Linked DNA regions of Sus scrofa: region 2 is linked to region 1. The links are chromatin contacts, called in public HiChIP or PLAC-seq maps. All regions are on one chromosome and are shown on one strand. The core of a region is the stretch at or near the end of the contact, and the rest is flanking DNA. Distances in the headings are between cores, read along the strand shown. Region 1 holds the start of PSMD12 (26S proteasome non-ATPase regulatory subunit 12). Region 2 overlaps PITPNC1 (phosphatidylinositol transfer protein, cytoplasmic 1).

The links. HiChIP or PLAC-seq counts read pairs in DNA pulled down with a chosen protein or histone mark.
Region 2: a contact with region 1 is called in an H3K27ac HiChIP or PLAC-seq map of alveolar macrophages. The contact joins the enhancer-like site here to the promoter of PSMD12 in region 1.

Annotation. Positions count from the first base shown.
Region 1 is chr12:13,728,622-13,731,321 of Sscrofa11.1, reverse strand. PSMD12 (26S proteasome non-ATPase regulatory subunit 12) reads left to right here and starts at 1,250. Exons shown (of 11, transcript XM_003482961.3): 1 at 1,250-1,459. The coding sequence starts at 1,352.
Region 2 is chr12:13,815,701-13,818,400 of Sscrofa11.1, reverse strand. All of the region lies in intron 1 of PITPNC1 (phosphatidylinositol transfer protein, cytoplasmic 1), which reads right to left. Among named protein-coding and RNA genes, the nearest start is that of PITPNC1, 76 kb to the right of the region's middle. Within about 2 kb of position 1,305, at least 23 of the 83 cell types and tissues checked have an H3K27ac peak or open chromatin away from gene starts, as enhancers often do. A contact at or near this core is called in alveolar macrophages, where this site is marked.

The DNA of each region.
Region 1 (2,700 bases), core at 1-2,500:
GGTAGTGGATATGCATACGAGCAAATGACTACTTCTTTGTATTTCTACTGCAGACATGTTTTAGCCTTTATATTTTGTTTTTTGTTTTGTTTTGTTTTGTTTTGTTTTTGTCTTTTTGCCTTTCCTAGGGCTGCTCCCACGGCATATGGAGGTTCCCAGGCTAGGGGTCTAATCAGAGCTGTAACCACCGGCCTACACCACAGCCACAGCAACGTGGGATCCGAGCCACGTCTGTGACCCACACCACAGCTCACAGCAACGCCAGATCCTTAACCCACTGAGCAAGGCCAGGGATCGAACCTGCAACCTCATGGTTCCTAGTCGGATTCGCTAACCACTGTGCCACTATGAACTCCTAGCCTTTATATTTTGAAATATATTATTTTGGTATTTTGCAATCTTTCTCCTTTACATTAGATCTAGGACTATTTTTTTAATTATGTGTGTAGATGGGTTATATTACCATGATTTTCATTACAGAACAGTTTTTTTGTTTGTTTGTTTTTAAGGTCTATTCAGCACTTATAAAGGGAGCTTGAGGCTAATTAAACTGAGAACCACTAACATAACGGGCAGACCACACTAAGATTTCCATTTGCTTCCCAGGCTACTGTTGACACCTGGACCACACCACACACAACCTCCTTCTCACTTTCAAGGTCTTAAGCTTTTTTAAAAGGGACCTAGATGGTGTGGGTAGTAATGAAAAAAACTTGTATGGTTCTTAAGAATTGGAAATAGGTTCCTATACAAAATCTCGTTTGATGCTCAAAAAGGTCTTTCAGGGAAAAAGCAAAAATAGTCTTTTGTAAAGATTCTTATCAACATAATATTTACCTATTGCACTACCGAACCACTGCCATGGCTTTTCTTATGAGCTTGAGGAGATTTCACAGATGAAGCCACCAAGACTCTCAACCAGAAGAAACCTGAGAACTTTTTTCTTCGGGGTTTCTTTCAGCCTGCTCCTGGAGCCGCGAGAAAACCGAAATCCAAGAAAAGTTCAGTGACTCGCCCATGGTTCCGAGAAATCGCAATATTTCAAAGCAGAGGTGTGAGAAGATATATACGACAGCCTATTTGATAACACTCGCTTTCCTCACCGCAAATTTAGAGAAGTCTGTCACCAGACGAAAACCGGACTTGGCGGGCGGGGCGGAGCCCGCTCCTAGCTCCGCCCTCAGGGCTGTCTGCGGCAGTGCCTGCCTGGCGCCCGGCGCAGGGGTCCTCGTGGGGGTCCTTCGCGCGGGCTGCCCAGGCACTGCCTGAGCGGGTGCGCCGGCGGCTTCCGGTGTGGCTGACGAGTGGTGGCCGAAGCAGGGGGACAGCAAGGGACGCTTAGGCGAGGACCATGGCGGACGGCGGCTCGGAGCGGGCTGATGGGCGCATCGTGAAGATGGAGGTGGACTACAGCGCCACAGTGGATCAGCGGCTGCCCGAGTGCGAGAAGCTGGCCAAGGTAAGGGGAGGCCGGCTGCTTCTTGGCGGGCGCCAGGGGCTGAGTCACGGCGCGGAGCTTGCTTAGGCCTCTGGGGGCCTGCGGGCTGGAGTGCTCATCCCCCTATTGCCTGCAGAAGTAGGAGATCCCAGGTCTGCCTGAATAGGGAGATCCCGCACCCAGAGTACGTTAGGGCTTACAGCTTCCCAGACCTTCCCCAAGACCGATGGTCACTTCAATTCCTGGAGGGGGATGAGACTTCATAGTACTTTTTGCCTTTTCTTGGATTTTGTTTCACGTTTACTTTAGTAGTTTCTCGGGGGTTAAGGCCATTTCAGCATTCACGCTAGATCAGAAGGTTTAGATTCGTTGCTCTTGCCGGATCAATTTCTCTTGTTGCTTATGGATCGTGGCGAAGTGCTTGGCCTTTGGCCAGAAGAAGGGACAGGAAAGTGATAGGACGAAGGTGATTAACACAGGATCCCTGTCCTTAAGGAGTTCATGTAGGCAAGGAGGTAGACAAGTCACGCATGGTGGTGAGTGCTGTACAAATATAAAAGTGTTACTGAAACACAGGAGGAAGCTGTTTGTTCTTAGAGATGGGATAAGGGAGAGTTTTACAGAGAAGCTGACGTTTGTATTAGGGCTTGAGGAGTGAGTAAGATTGGGATGGGGAGGAGTCATCCGCGGAGCAGGACCTGCGGGAAATAGACAAATAAGCACGAAAGTGCAGAGTCACAGGAGCGGGGGTCATGGACAGTAGTTTAGCCCAACTGCTTATTTCCCATGAAAAAGAAATTTTACTTAATCCAAACATTTATCATGCCCCCTGCTGTGTCAGGCAACTTTGTGGGTCATTTTATAGGTAAAGAAACCAAGACTCAGAATTGTTTGTCCGTCAGAACAGTTAGTAATAGATAGAACCAGGGATTTAAATCTAGGTTTGCCTGACTAAGGTTTGGATGGTTGTTGAATCAGTTCCATCATGGGATGTTGTTAAGGATTCTGCTGAGGCCTCATTAAATTCCTTCATCAATCCAGCCACAAACATTTATTGCTGTTCATTTGGGATGCTTTCACTAATAGGGTTTTTTTTTGTTTGTTTTTTTTTTTTTTTTTTTTTTTTTGGTCTCTAAAGGAGCTTACTACCTCAGTACATTAAAACATAATATGTTTAGGGTCAGGAGGGGTGTCAAGTAATACTTCACATTGAATTCTTCGAAAGAACTATTTTAATGCTTTTCTTTTTTCCAGAAAAAGAA
Region 2 (2,700 bases), core at 56-2,555, 87 kb before region 1:
AGAGACATGACAAGCAACTGGCAAGGTCTTCTTACCCGTGGCCACTAATGAATGGCTTCTGAGCCCAAATAATCACTCCAGTCTCTGCAGATCTGACGCACAGAGACCTCCCAACACTTTCAGAAAAAGCGAGACACAGACCCCCTCCACGCACTTTTGAATCCTCTTTCAGGAACACCCTTTCAAGGGATTTCACAAACCTCCCCTGTTTTTTTTCCCACTTTGGTCTGTTGTTGTTTTGTTCCTTCAGGGAGGAAGGTTGGAAAAGGGACAGGAGATGGGGGAGGGGAGTTTGCCCCGCTCAGGATGGCCCCACATCAAAGGGGGCTTGTGGTTAAAAATGGCGAAGGACGGGCTGGAAAAGAAGCCAGGCGCTCAGTTTCCCAAAAAAGAGGCTGAACAGGGATTTCTGTGTCTCTTTCAGGCACTCACTACCCACAATGCAACTATGGATTTAGAAAAGATCACTCAGCAGCGGATTTGAAGACAGGAACTCAGAAGGATCCCTTTTTGAAAGACAATGGATGGATTTGCTGGGTTAGAGGCCCCTCCACCGAAAGCCAAGTCCAGCTGGGATGGGCGAAGCCTGTTTGTAATGTCAGAATTTCCCAGATGCCCACACAGCCTTCATTTCATTCCAGTATTCAAAAAAAACATTGGCTGAGTACTTTCTCTTTAGGGGGAAAGAAAAGGTGCTGCCTCCTTCCTCTACAATCCAAGCAGTGTCTAAGCTAGAGGTAGAGAGAGTCTTAGGGGCTGAACACAAGGGCTAACGAGGGTGGGCTGGGGCATCGCTATTAACAGGAAGAGCCTGGAGCACCCAGACTGGGGTCTTGGTTTGCTGACGTCGCTACAACACATTCAAAAATTGAGGGCGGTGAAAACATACTCTACCTGGGGGTGCTGAGCAAGAATTTTAGGGGGGAGGAGGGGAGCACACGGGTTCTCAGTTTAGGACACAGGTGGAAGCCGCAGGGCAAAGGGAAGCCAGGGCCCTAGATGGAGGCCCCCAGTCCTTGAATGTTGTCTGAATGGTAAAAATAAAACCCAGAGTCCCCAGTGGAGATACCAACGAGCAGCTCAGGAAACTGCCTCAGAGGCAATACCTATTGTTTCCAAACTTCACCCAGCACAGGAATTACCTGGGAATCTTGTTACAAGGCAGGTTCTGATTCAGAGCATCTGGGATGAGGCCAGAGATTCTGCACGTCCAACAAACTTCCAGAGGATGCTTTGCGGCTGCTCCGTAGACCATACTCTGAATTGAAGAAGTTCAATCCAGGAAACACAGTTGAATGTGTTGACTGTAGTTCTTTTTTTTTTTTTTTTTTTTTTTCTCCTTTTTTTCTTTTCCTTTTTATGGCCACACCCAAGGCATATGAAAGTTCTAGGCCAGGGGTCAAAGAGGAGGTGCAACTGCCAGCCTATACCACAGCCACAGCAATGCAGGATCTGAGCCGCGTCTGAGACCTACACCACAATTCTTGGCAACACCAGATCCTTAACCCACTGAGCGAGGTGAGGGATCGAACCTGCATCCTCACAGACATTTTGTTGGGTTCCTAACCTGCTGAGCCGCAATGGGAGCTCTAGAATCGCTGCAGTTCTAAAAGGGAAACCCATGACCTAGTCCTTGCCCTGCTTAATTAAATCAGTATATATGGCAGTGAGACCCACCAATGGGATTTTATTTTATTTTTTAAGTTTCCCAGGTGATTCTTCTGTGCAATGAGAGTTGCGAACCCTGCTGCTTGGACTAATTCTGGCTCTCATTATCCACTAGATATGTGCACTCAGGAAACTTAATCTCTAGGAATCTCAGTTTGGTATCAGAAAAAGGGGATGAAAGAAAAATGGCTGAAATAGATTGGTGCAGAAACAGATGTACAGTTATCTGAAAGCACTTTGAAAGACGATAAAATACAATGGCTATTTTACTGATCGAGTCTCAGTTTCCTTGATTAGAATGAGAAGTGTCCCTAACTAATCAAATTTCACAAATATCAGCTGCATGCTAATTCTATGGAAGAGACTGGTTTTTAGCTGAGATCTCCTGTTGTTCTGTTAATTTCCCAAAGCCCAATGCACTGGGAGTCTTTCTGAAATGACAAACTGACTCATAAATGGATTTTAGATTTCCAGGGGCATGCCAGACCGTACCTTAAAAAACCCCTCTAAAATTATATTAACTATGGATTCCTGGTACCCAGTGATGACTCGTGCCGATGCATGAAGCAAATCCACATTACCTCCGCCTTTTTTATGAAGTGTAGTTGATTTACAGTGTTGTGTCAATTTCTGCTGTACAGCAAAGTGACCCAGTCGTATATATATACATACATACACACACACACATTGTTTTTCTCATATTATCTTCCATCATGTTCGATCACAAGAGATTCCTCTCCTTCCATTCTTCCTCTATGCTGCCCATCCTGAGCTCCCTGGGGGCAAGGCAGGTCCTCTGCTTTCAGTTTTCGACTTTCTGTGCAATAAATAAAGCTTCAAAGTGCATCAGTTCTGCCAGCCACCAACAGATGGCAACAACGGTCGTGCAAGGTCACTCCAGCCTCGGCCTTGGCCTTGTTCCGTAATCTCTGTCGTGTTTGCTATGTTTGAAATGCAGTGTCTTGTTAAAAACTAACTGAAGGTTAAAAAAAAAAAAAGTCAAAAGGCAAGTGTCTTTAGATAATAAAACGA